Linked DNA regions of Mus musculus: region 2 is linked to region 1. A link is a contact called in public HiChIP or PLAC-seq data. All regions are on one chromosome and are shown on one strand. The core of a region is the stretch at or near the end of the contact, and the rest is flanking DNA. Distances in the headings are between cores, read along the strand shown.

What was found. HiChIP or PLAC-seq counts read pairs in DNA pulled down with a chosen protein or histone mark.
Region 2: a contact with region 1 is called in an H3K27ac HiChIP or PLAC-seq map of embryonic stem cells, with 5 read pairs. The contact joins two enhancer-like sites. A contact is called at or near these places in 5 of 484 Hi-C or Micro-C datasets (cardiomyocytes, muscle stem cells, nephron progenitors and 1 more) and 5 of 115 datasets of contacts at active chromatin or transcription factors (embryonic basal ganglia, embryonic forebrain, embryonic limb bud and 1 more).

The regions. Positions count from the first base shown.
Region 1 is chr14:34,265,193-34,271,600 of GRCm38.p6, forward strand. It overlaps Shld2 (shieldin complex subunit 2), which reads right to left. Exons shown (of 10, transcript NM_001360074.1): 3 at 2,309-3,760. The coding sequence starts at 3,755. Among named protein-coding and RNA genes, the nearest start is that of Shld2, 42 kb to the right of the region's middle. Within about 2 kb of position 3,484, at least 11 of the 459 cell types and tissues checked have an H3K27ac peak or open chromatin away from gene starts, as enhancers often do. A contact at or near this core is called in embryonic stem cells, where this site is marked.
Region 2 is chr14:34,546,055-34,552,462 of GRCm38.p6, forward strand. It overlaps Ldb3 (LIM domain binding 3), which reads right to left. Exons shown (of 15, transcript NM_001039074.2): 10 at 6,123-6,268. Among named protein-coding and RNA genes, the nearest start is that of 9230112D13Rik, 26 kb to the left of the region's middle. Within about 2 kb of position 3,502, at least 292 of the 459 cell types and tissues checked have an H3K27ac peak or open chromatin away from gene starts, as enhancers often do. A contact at or near this core is called in embryonic stem cells, where this site is marked.

The DNA.
Region 1 (6,408 bases), core at 2,234-4,733:
CTTACCTCTTACACAGAAATCTCAGCTCTGAGATCTCTATAAGTAGGTAAAATGAGCTATTAAAGGTAGAAATATAATAGTGCACAGTTGAATGCTATCAATTAAAAATGGATGTCACTCATAAATTTCTATGTGAATATAATTCACTGCTAAAGATATGACAATATAAAAGTATAGCTTTTTTTCCCTCACAAATTTCCCATTTGTTCCACAAGAAGAAAACAACAAACTAGATGTTTTCTTTTCTTTGTTTGTCTGGTTTGGGGTTTTTGTTGTTTGGGGGAGAGTATTTGTTTTGTTTTTTGTTTTTGAGACAGGGTGTATCTCTGGCTGTAGCTCTGGCTGTCCTGGAACTCACTCTGAAGATCCAGAACTCACACAGGAATCAACCTGCTTCTATCTCCTGAGTGCTGGGATTAAAGGCATGTGCCACTACACACAGACTTCGATATTTGTTTTTTGTTTTTTTAAAGAAATAATACAGCGCCAACAAAGATACCTTTTTAAAGGCATTCATAAAAGTAATTTAATTGTCTTATAGTAGAAAAATGGGTAAATAGATTCCAGCAGTCACTTGATCTTACCTAGTTGTAAACAACATTAGGGATGTTAGGAAAAACCAGAGAGGTAGCAGGACTGTTTCTATGTGCCTAGAAAAGGCCTCCAAGAAGATCACAAACAAACTAGACATTTTCTTTTCTTTTCTTGTTTATGTTTGTCTGGTCGGTTGGTTGGTTTGGGGTTTTTGTTGTTTGGGGAGGGTTATTTGTTTTGTTTCAATCATGGTGAATGATCTTGAGGTAGAATGTCCTTAACTAAAAGTGACTACAGTACGGGTCGATTCACCTCTTTACTGTTGGGAAACTTCTTTGATACTCCAAAAATAGTCTTAGCTCTGGGGAATAAGTTCACATTAAATGGGTTAATATGACAAGAAAACCAGAACTTTTATTTTTATTTACAGTGAGGTAGTATTTGCCAAAGAAACAGTACTTACAGTATGTTCTCATCTTATAAATAGATCTATAGTTGGGAAGCCATATTACAAGCAAAGAGGAATTCTGAAAGTACTAAGTCAGAGTATGAGTTAGATAAACTAACTCTCCAACAATAATAGAACAACATATAAAAAGTGCTTTGTTAAGTCTGTTTGTTATAATCTTGCATTTACGTTCCATAAAGATTGTTCCTAACAATCCAAAGAGAACGCTCCAAGACACATTAATTAAAGGAATCAGCTCCCTGCAAACAACTTGATATTGTATGAACCGCAATTTTCATTTTCTCAGCTGAGGCTAACAAAGCCTAGCTCCATCACATCCTTTCTTAGCTAAGTTAGTAAGATTAACTAACTTCTTCTAGCTTTACTAACACTGTATTGGTTTTATATTATATTTTGTTTGCATGAGACAGGGTCTCGTGTAGCTAAGCTAGCCTCAAACTTCTTTATAGCTGATGCTAGCCTTCAACTCCAGAACCTCTTGGCCCTGCCTCTTAAGTGCTGGGATTACAGGCCTGAGCCATGCTACTGTATTGATTCTAAATTAACTAAGAACAAGTAAAAAAATATTAAAGATTTTAGTCCAGTGTGGTGGGACATGTATATAAATCACAGCAAAGGGAGGCTGAAGCAGAACTGATTTCCCCCACATACTAGGATCCTGTCTTAAAACACATACCGCTGGGCGTAATGGCGCATGCCTTTAATCCCAGCACTTGGGAGGCAGAGGCAGGCATATTTCTGAGTTCGAGGCCAGCCTGGTCTACAGAGTGAGTTCCAGGACAGCCAGGGCTACACAGAGAAACCCTGTCTCAAAAAACCAAAAAAAAAAAGAAAAAACTGAAAGAGAGAAAGAAAAAAAAAAAAAAAAAACAAGACTGCAAGGCCGTCCTCAGCTGAGTAAAATAGCAACAAACTAAACATCAGCATCTTGAGTCCGTTCCTTCAGGAATAGTTTAATGTACTGGAGTGAAGTAGCAGAAATGTTGCCCTTTCCTAATAACACTGCTAGTAAAGTAAGAGAGTTAATCAGACACAAACACAGCTGTAAGGCAGCATAAAGGAGCCCAGTGATAGAACTTCAACTGACACACGATGGATGATTACAACCAACCAAGGCAGGCTTCTTAGAGGAGAAAATGGATGAGAAGGCATCACAGAACAAAGAGGGGTCCTAAAGCCCGAGGAAGCACAACACACATGCTACAGCAGGTCAGTCACACCCAGGGAAGATAAGTGGCAAAGGAAATCATAACCAGAAGACACAGCTTTATAAAACAGGCTATCACTATACCTCAATGGTCTTACCTGTAAGTAAAATTATATCGCCAAGAAACACTGTAAGTGCCCCAAATGCTGCAGTCCTCCACAGAACAACCCTCTTCTTAATTTCTGACTGATCAATAACTACAATCGTTGCTAATGGCACTTTAGAACCAGAATTTGGTCCAGATTTTATAGTTATTTCCTTTACATGACATGGGGTTAGCACCATGACTAAGCAGTTATACTTCTGATTTTTAGAATCACAATTTTTTATTAATGATATTTTTTTACTGTCCTTTAATTCAGACATGACCCTCTGGGGCACTGCTTTGGCTGCCTCTCTTATATTAGAATCCATCCTTGGCTTCTTGGACACCTGATGGACTTCAGAAAGAGCTTTAGAATGGTGGGAATCATCTTTACAGCTCCAGCTCCTGTTAGCGGTACTTGGATGGGAGCTACACAACTCATTTGGTGGCAGGTTTTCTTCATTACTGAAAAGTTCTTGAGAGCTTGTGTTTTCAAGATTTTTTCCAGGGTTTATGTGACTGTGACTGCTTTCTGATTCAGGACAAACAGGACTAAAAAGTTCCAGGGAATACACTTGGCTTTGCTCATTTTCAGATTCTTCTTCGAAATCTCCACCAGGCTTACTAAAATCCCCTTCAGTTCGTCTGACTCCCTGACTTCCTGTTGGTTCTGCCTCCATATTTACAGTGCTCTTATTTATACAGTCCTGACCTTTATCATTCCCTTGAGCTAGAAAAGCCCGTTGGCTGGAGGTCAGTACGCTGAGAAATTCAGCTTCAGCAGACAGTCTCTGGTCTGAGGCCTTCCTGACTGCTCCCTCGGACTGTGGCTCACACCGTGTGTCAGAGAAGCTCTCCTGACTCTGTCTTTCACGATGTCCTGTCGGCTCTGGCTTTGTCCCTGTACTCATCTGTTCAGTACAACAGCCCAGATCCAGTTTCGCTGCACACTTAAGGTCTAACGCAAACAAATCTCTTTGGAAGTTCCGAACGCAGGGATCTGACTGATTTTTAGACTGCTCATCTGTAATTTTCTTATTTTTACATTGAAGCTTTTGATCTTTTTCTTCTTCGGGTAAATGCTGAACTCCGTCCCCAAGCCCACACATTTGTCCACTAGTCATATCACTCAGGTTAACCTGGGATTTCACACTCTGTGCTTCGGAAGCAGAATGTTTAAAGTCCTCATCCACCTGAGCAGACCTCCTCACAGAAGTCGTCAAAACGTCACCACTAAGAAGGCCTGGAGGGCCAAGACCTTTGGGGACTTGACAGTCTTCCAGATTTTTAAACTCCTGATCTCCAGCCTTCAGATACAAGGAATGCTGTTTATAGAAGAGTCGGACTTTTTCCCAGGCGTTGGCAGTGGACATTAAGGAAGCTGTTCCCTGTGATACTGTCGTTTTCAGTGGAGCAACTGGAGCACCCAAAAAAATGTGAACTTGTGATCCTTGACTCATAATTTCTGATAAAAATAAAATTTCAAAATTAATATATTAGTATATTCTCATATCTGCTAAAAAACAAACTACTGATCACAAACATGCAGGTTGGTTATTCAACTATAAAATTAATAAATAAGAAACTATAAGAAAATCAAATTAGTCACAAGAAAGTCTTCAGTTAAAGGCTGAGAAAAGGGACAGCGAGGTGACTCAGTGGGAAATGGCGCTTGACAGACAACCTGAGTTCAGTTCTGAAACCAGGGTAGAAGGAGAGGAGTGATTCTCAAAGTCACCCTCTGACCTCTACACACGCCACGGCACACCACGGCCCACACTACCACATATAGCACACACTCACATAATAAAGATAATACATTTAAAACTTAATTTTAATTTTAAAATACTCAGAGAAACAAAGTAAGCATGAAACCAGCACATCTTTAGATCAATGTTCATTTCCCATGCTGTAAGTCCTGCCCCATGTAAAGAATAATTTAGTTTTAAAGAATAGGCATGATTTATTACTGTATTATATTACCTTTAAATAGCCATAGATTCTCTCCTCCTCTGAACTCAATTTCAAAACCAACATACAAGGCTCAAACTAAAAGGAAAGAACATGGGATTTGTTTGTTTGTTTGTTTGTTTGTTTGTTAAGTGAGGCTCTCTGTAAAATGTACAAGCACTTCAGTGTAATAATTGAAAATCACTGTTTCTATAGTTTTCATTTTTTTCTTTATTGGGGGGTATCTTATGAGTCAAGGCTGGCCCTGAGCTTACTACACATCCAAGATGTCCTAGAATCCTGCCCTTCTCTCCACCTCCCAAAGGCTGGGTTTACAAGGATATACTACTATGCCCAGCTCTATCTTTCTATAATACAAACAATTTTTCCTTTTTCTTATTCCTCCCTGCCTCATTCGTTCGTTCATTCATTTCTTCCTCTCCCCCTCCCTCCCTCTCTTCTTTCTTTTTTTCTTTTTCCTATGGCACTCAAGATCAAACTCAAAGAGTTGTTCATGGAATATATAAACACATAAAAATAAACTCATCATTTAAACTGTTTCTCCATTAACTATGGCACCTGGTGTAAGTAAATCGATCCTATTGACTGGTAAAGAATCAAACAGATTGAAACATTACTTACTCTGACTACAAACTGGGCTCTGGCTGGAGGCTGAAAAGTGGTCTTGTTTTAAATTCATTACCATTAATTCCTGGCAATCCTGATCCCACATACATAATTCCTTTTGAAATAACTTTTATATCTCTTCCCTCTAAATCTTCAGTATCTTCTCCCAGTCCTCACATACAATAAATGACCGTATTACTGATTTCCTTGACATTTACCAATACAACTCCATGAGATCTAGATTCTCTCCTAGCTTCCTGTAGTGGCTGAACTTTCACACACTCCTGTGTGTGTGTGTGTGTGTGTGTGTGTGTGTGTGTGTGTGTGTGTGTGTGTGTGTGTGTGCGCGCGCGCGCGCATGCGTAAAATCACATTAACAAGCCAGAGAAAGACACTGAGTATCCTCTACTGCTCTTCCCTTATTTTTTTGAGACAGTGTCTCTCACTGAATCTCAAGTTTTCTGCTTAGGTAAGTAAGCTGGCTGGTCAGTAAGCTCCCAGGAGCAGTCCGTCTCTGCTCTCACAGCACTAGGGTTACCCACAGGCCATGTGCAGCTTTTATATGAGTGGCCACGGATCTGAACTCATGTCCTCTTGCTTAAAAGAAAAAGGGGCTGACTCCAGCCAAGTGAAATCTGATACTTCCATGCAAGACTGTCTCTTCTTCACTCTGGTATCAGATCTCAGTCAGGCTGTGTGCTAACAATGGTTGAACAAGATAAATGACACACATGACAATTCCATTAACTTACCTGTGCGTGTTGGAAATAGCAAAGAACTAGAGATATAAATTAGTGGAGGAACACTTGCCTACCATGAACAACTCTTTGAGTTTGATCTCAAGTACCACAGGAAAAAGAGGGGGGTTGGGGGGGAAGGGAGGAAGGTGGGAGGGAGGGAAGGAAAGGGAAAGGGAATGGGAGGGGGAGAAAATGAATGAATGGATGGATGGATGAATTAATGAATAAATGAATGAGGCAGGGAGGAATAAGAAAATCATGAGTCGGGCTGGAGAGATGGCTCAGTGGTTAAGAGCACTGACTACTCTTCCAGAGGTCCTGAGTTCAAATCCCAGCAACCACATGGTGGCTCACAACCATCTGTAACAAGACCTGATTCCCTTGTCTAAAAACAGCTACAGTGTACTTACATATAATAAATAAAATAAACCTTAAAAAAAAAAAAAAGGAGGAGGAGGAGGAGAAAATCCTGAGTCTGGGTGTCTTATGGACTGATGGACTGACTGATCTTAAGACAGAGTCTTAGCCTGCAGCCCAAGTTGTTCCGGAAGTCACTGTCTAGGCTAGCCTAGCCTCCACCATTTCTGGTACATCCCCTGGAGTCCCAGCATTCATGTAACACATCTACTTTGAAGAGTAACTGTCATAACACTACTAAAGCAGAGAATTTCAGGAGTGACAACAGCAGACTTTCCAAGCATACACTAGAAATACAAAAACAGTCCATGAAGAAAATGGATTTGCAACAAAAACATACAAAGAAGAAATCCATGTTAATATAGATGCATCTTCTAAA
Region 2 (6,408 bases), core at 2,252-4,751, 280 kb after region 1:
CTGTTGTAACTCTAAGAGGAGACCCTGCACTCTGGAAAGAAACACACTCATCAAAAACCCTAGTTTGAGGCTTGGGATTCAGCAGTTAGGAGTACTTGCCTAGCATTTTTGAGACTCTGGGCTCTATTCATAGCATCCCTCTCTCAGAAGAGCTCTGGGTTTACACTCTAGTCCTACAACTTCCTAGCTGTGTATCCTTGCTTGAGTAATTAATTCTCTCTGGGCTTGTTTCTTCCTCTAAGAAATGGTATTGGGATTATAAGAATTAGGAAATTATTAGGACTAAGACATGTGAGTGCTTAATTTAGTACATGATATAGTGTGTGTGTGTGTGTGTGTGTGTGTGTGTGTGTGTGTGTGTGTGTGTGAGAGAGAGAGAGGGGGGGGGGGACGGTAGGACAGTGCATCTGGATTCCCAGGTTGGAATGAACTATCAAGTTCATCTCCAGGCCTTTCTGTCACAGGGAAAGCCCTAAAGCAGGTTTCCTGTTGGATGGCAGTGGGCAGGGAGCTGTGATTCTCTGAAGTCACATTACCAGGAATTGAACCTGTTTCTGGTGATAGAATGAATGACATCCTGCCCACCTCAATGGGTGTGGTGGGAACCCCTAGGAGGGACACAGCACAAGCATTTTGTAAAGTTGTAAGTCACAAAATCAGGGTGTTTTCACCCACCTCAACATTCTTACATGGCTTCCCACTGTCCAGAGAGTCCCAACATGCTAGGGACAAGGTGACTTTAGGGGTACTGTTAGAGGAGAGTGGGGAGAGGTGATCCCACAGAACTTCAAAGCAGCTTCATCCCTCTGTTGTAAGATTTAGGGTTCTGTATAAGTCTGTGTAAGCTGTGTCTTTCTCTCTTTGCTTTTCATTTCATTTCTTCTATCCTTTGTTTCCTTCTTGTTTTACAAGCCACAATCCTCTGTGCTGGTCTTTTTTTTTTTTTTTTTGGAAACAGGGTTTCTCTGGCTGTCCCTGGAACTCACTCTGTTGATCATGCTATTCTGGAACCCAGAGTTCTGCTTGGCTTTGCCTCTCAAGTGCTGAGATCAAAGGCCCAGCCAAGCTGTTTGTTTTTTGACATATAGCCCAGGCTAGTCTGGAACTCACTCTGTATTCCAGGTTGGCCTCAACAATTCAGAGATCCTGGTATCTCAGCCTCTTGAGTGCGGGATTACAGACATGTGCCTCCACACCTAGCTCTAAAAGGAATTAGGAATGAAAGCCGTGTGATCGTCAAGCCATGGCCTTATGTACTAAGCACCTGAAAGGCAGTTAGTCTAAATTGAGATGTGCTATTCAGTTTAAAAATCTGAAGACTTAATAAAAGAATATAAAGTATCTTAGTAATAATTATCTTATATTGATTGTATGTTAAAGCTGTTTATTTATTTTTAAATTTAATGTGTGCAGATGTTTGCCTGCATGTATGTCTGTGTACCTCATGCATGCCTAGTACCTAGGGGAAGCCAAAAGCGTGTTGGATTCTCTGGGACTGGAGTAAGTTGGCTGTGGGTCCTGTGGAAGAGTAGCTAGTGCTCTTAACCACGGGTCTGCCTCTTCAGCCCCTTGTTTGTGTGTTGAGCCGGGTCTCTACGTGTTACCCAGCTAGCCTCAAGTGACCTTATTTCTCAGCTTCTGAAATAGCTAGCATGCATCTGAATAGAGTCCAGCTCTGAACCATTTTTAATATACTGAGCTGTGTCTGGAAAAACGTCCCAGTGGTTAAGAGCATGTACTAGTAAAAGACTGGAATTGGATTGCCAACACTCATGTCTCATGGCTTATAACTGCCTTAAACTTAAGCTTCAATGGATTCCACACCTTCTTCTGGCCTATGTAGGCACCTGCGTTCTAGTGTACACACACACACACACACACACACACACACACACACACACACACACGCATTTGAGGCTGAAAAGATGGCTTTGGAGAGATGGCTCAGTGGCTAAGAGCACAAGCTGGGATCCAGGTTCAATTCCCAACCCCCTCGTGGCAGCTTACAACTGTCTGTAACTCCAATTCCAGGGGATCTGACGCCCTCACGTAAAGGCAAAACACCAATGTACACACAATAAAATAAAATATTTTTTAAAAGGTCAGGTGCAGTGGTGCACACCTTTAATCCCAGCTCTAGAGACCTGATCTACAGAGCAAGTTGAGAAACCCTGAATAAAGAACACAAAAAACTCAGAAATTTTCATATGCTGAGCTAAATAAAAATGTATTTAAATCAATTTTACCTGCCTTTTTTTTTTCCTAAAAGTGTCTGCCTCTCGGATGGTTCTTTGCAACAGTGGCTGCCAAGAGCTACTGGCTTTCACAGTGTTGCACAGGAGTTTGTGTAATAGCAAGAGGCAGAGTACTTGCGAGTCAACTTTACAGACAACCTGGAGAGCTTAAGTGGCTACTCGAGGTCAGCCAGCTTGCAAGCTTCCTATCTGAAACGCACCCTAATCAGCTCCTCTAAACCACTCCGAATGCAGAACCAGGCTCCAGCATGCTCCTTCCAAGTAAACCCCGCCCTCGCCCACCTTGCCTCCCTCTCCAACCGCTCCTTCGGTAGGGCAGACATTCTCTTCCTCCTATCCGAGGCTTTCCTGAACCGCCTTCGTTTTCCAAACCCCTACTCAAGGCCCCAGAGAGGAAGGCTGGAATCCTGGACCAGGTTCCTACCTCCTACCCGCTGGGGCTACAAACAGGAGGAGGACTTTCTCTTCCGGGCGGTTCGCCCGGGCAGATCCCTGGGGAGGGGGAAGGAGAAGGGAGAGGACATGCGGGGAGCACGGTCCCCTCTCCTCTCAGCTCCTGCCTGCTTCGCCCCTCTACGCTCCAAATGCCGTAAGAAACCTGATATCCCATCTCCGAGCCCCGGGCTGTTGCTATTTCTACGTGACGGAATTAAGCCGGTTCGAATTAGAAGGTGATATTTCATCTCTAATTGGCACGTTCAAAGGGCTCCTATCGCACTTGGCGGCCCCGGGACTGTGTAATTAAACAACAAGGTGATCTGAGTCACTTAGCCCGGGCTAAGTCGCCGGCAAGCGCCCGGGTCGCCGCCCGGCCCGCAGGCCGACGTGGCCATCCCGGGGACCAAGGTGTCCTCCGCCCACTGGCCCCAGGTGTTCTGGGGAAACGGATGCCCAGCCCAGGCGCCAGAGATAAGATGCCGGCTCGAACCCCGCCCTGCCTCCGTCCCCCACCCCCCGGAAGCTGCGGCCGGGGACTGGCCGCGAGCGGGCTGCTCGTGCTCGGCGGCGCCCAAGTCCCCGCAGCCCAGCAGAGGAGCGGGGTGCGGGCCCGTATCCCCGGCTGGCCTGGCAGCCTACCAGCCGCCCCCGGAGCCCGTTGCCAACCCAGCCTCCCTGGAGAGAAGGAAGGGTGGAGGCAGGCCTCTCCTCTGCTCCAGGCAGGGATGAGTTAACGTCTGCACAGTCTGGGAACCGTGGAAAGGCCTTGGCTCCTGCCGGTCTCCGCCGCCCAGGCCGCTGCGGGAGAAGCGGCTGGAGGGCCCGGCCGCCCCCTGGTGGGCATGCGGGGACAGGACAAGAAAGGTGCCGGGAGGGCCTGCGGTGCTGCTGGGAAAGGTCTGCACCTGACACTACTCCTACCGGCTTCTGCAAACGCCTTCCTGTGTTTCCTGGCCGCACTGAGTGATCATTCTGTCTCCTACGTAGGAGATTTGTACCGCTCCCCTTCCAAAATGCCACCTCAGCCTGTGGAGCTCTGACTTCAGAATTTCCTTTCCTCGGCCCAGAAGTGCAAGAGATGGCATCAGACTACAGATATTATTTTATCTCTGCAGATATAACAAGAGGTTATAGAAATCCTATCTTACTCAAATGAGAAAATTCAGGTCTGAGAGATGAGGTAGTTTGCTTATTCCTTACAGCAGGCTGGGTGTCCCACCCATGCTAAAATGTTTCCTGTCCATACTCAGTTCTGTTGTCGGTGAGCTTCATAAAGCAGGGGACTGATTCTGTCGCTCTAGTCAGGAAAGCCTCAAGAGAAAAGCTTCCTTGGGTCTCATCAATGCCTTATCAGGATGTGTTCTGGAGCCTAGACTTTGTGTTATTCTTTATCCCAAGTCTACTTGGCCAGTTCACACTTGTAGGACACAAGCCCCCTTCCTTCTCCCTTAAAATAACCCGTCTCTTTTCCCTAAGCAGGCCTGTAACTTATTCCCTTCCTCGTTTTACCACAAATGGTTTGTGCATTGGAAAAGTGTGTGTGTGTGTGTGTGTGTTCATGGGGTGAGGTCATAGGGTATTTGGGAAATGACACCTTTCATTCGATTTTGCTATGAACTGAAAACTGATCTTTAAAAAGTCTATTAAAAACTGGGTGTGGTGGCACATGCGTATAATCCCAGGACTTGGGAGGTCCAGGAAGGAGGATCAACAATCAGCCTGGTCTACCTGAGCTACCCTGCCAACAAACACACACACACAAAGTCTATTAAGATTTTATGTGTAAAGCAGAGCATAGTGGCACATGCCTTTAATCCCAGCATTGGGGAGACAGAGCCTGATCTACATATGGCGTTCCCGGACAGTCAGGACCACATAGAGATCTCATCTCAAAAGCAAAACAAACTATATAGAGAGACCATATAGTCCATAGTAGTTTTGAGTGAAGAAAAACATTTGTATTGTAATAGTAAATGAAAAATCATCATTGCTTTTTATAAATTCAAGATGAATATATATATATATATATATATATATATATATACATATATATGCATGCTGGACGTGTATTTTTTTAAAGATTTATTTATTTTATGCATATGAATACACTGTTGCTGTCCTCAGACACACCAGAAGAGGGCATCAGATCCCATTACAGATGGTTGTGAGCCACCATGTGGTTACTGGCAATTGAACTAAGGACCTCTGGAAGAGCAGTCAGTGCTCTTACCCACTGAGCCATCTCTCCAGCCCCAGAAGTATAATGTTTACTTGGAAAGTATATACATACCTAAAATCCTATTTTATCAACCTATGGAATGGCTATCAAGGGATAATTAAAGGAATACTTAAGGCTCACTCCCTGTGTGTGCACAGCTGCCGGAGTATAGAGTGTAAGCTCATGACCTCTTCCTGTTACTCTATGATTACCCTCCTGCCTCGGGTGTGTGTGTGTGTGTGTGTGTGTGTGATGCTAGGGATTGAGCCCAGAGGCCTCACCCATACTAGGCATACACTCTACCACCAGGTTAACACCTCCATCTATCTATCCCATTTCTTTATTGGTTGAATGTATCCTCATGGCAAGTTCAAGTCAGGCACATACAAAGGAGAAAGTCTGCCACAGCCCTGCCCTCCTAAAGTTCAGGGTCAGAACGCAACAGGAAGAAAGACTGTGAGTAGACTCGGGGCTTGGCTGTCAAGGGCCTTCCTATGGGCATAGCCGTAGTACATAGGACCTTCCTCTAACTGGGAAAAGACCTGCTAGAGAGCCCTGAGATTCTTGGCACAATGGCTGGCAGGAAGCCCAAGAACTACCTTGGGCTCTGAGGAAGAAATCCAACCTTGCCTAGAAACTTAGGAAACAAAAAGCTACCTCCCATCCCAGGATGAAACTCAGCACCGATGGGGCAGGGGCCATAGAGACACAACCACAACCAGTGAGCTCTGCCTTGGGTCCACTCTACTGCTATGTGTGTCCATGCGCCCCAGTTATCCCCTGTCACCTGAGCAGGCCATATACTAGACTGGTTGAGCAGCTTTCCCAAAAGGACAAAGTGACACAGTAAGCTGGCCTAAAGCCTGGGGCATTTTTTTTTGTTGTTATAGTTTCTTGTCCTCTAGTTTGAGGCCATCCCAGATTCTTAGAGAAACAGCTTTTTACTCTTTCTGTCCCCGCAACCCCCATCGTCTTTTCTCTCAACTCGGTCTGGAAACGTCCAGCTAGGACTATCTGTTTCCTAAGAGCTAAGTAGTTCCATCCCTGCCTGGTACAACCCACGTGTCATCCCAGGTCAAATACAGGCTCCAAGGCTCAGTCGGATTCTGCCCTACAACCAGGAGAGGGAAGGATAGGCCCCCTTCACTCTGGAGGCTTGGTCTGAAGCAGATAACCCTTTGAGCCCTCAGCCCCCCGCCCCCAGCTCTCACCTGGCTGGTAGACAGAAGGCCGGATGCTGGCAGTGGTTACGACCCGAGGCTTGGGTGCAGGGGCAGCTGGACCCTCGCTGTAGCTGGTATGGGCAGAGGGTGCTGGAGAAGCGGCGGCTGCAGGACTGTAAGCAGAGGCCTGTGGCCTGGAACCAAGGCAGAAGAGTTACAACAAGAACAGTCCATTGGGCTCTGGTATCTAAAGTCATTCCAGGTTCGCTGTCTGATCTCTAGGCAGGACTATGACAGAAACACCCATTGGGTCACTTCCAGAGTCTAGAAAGAA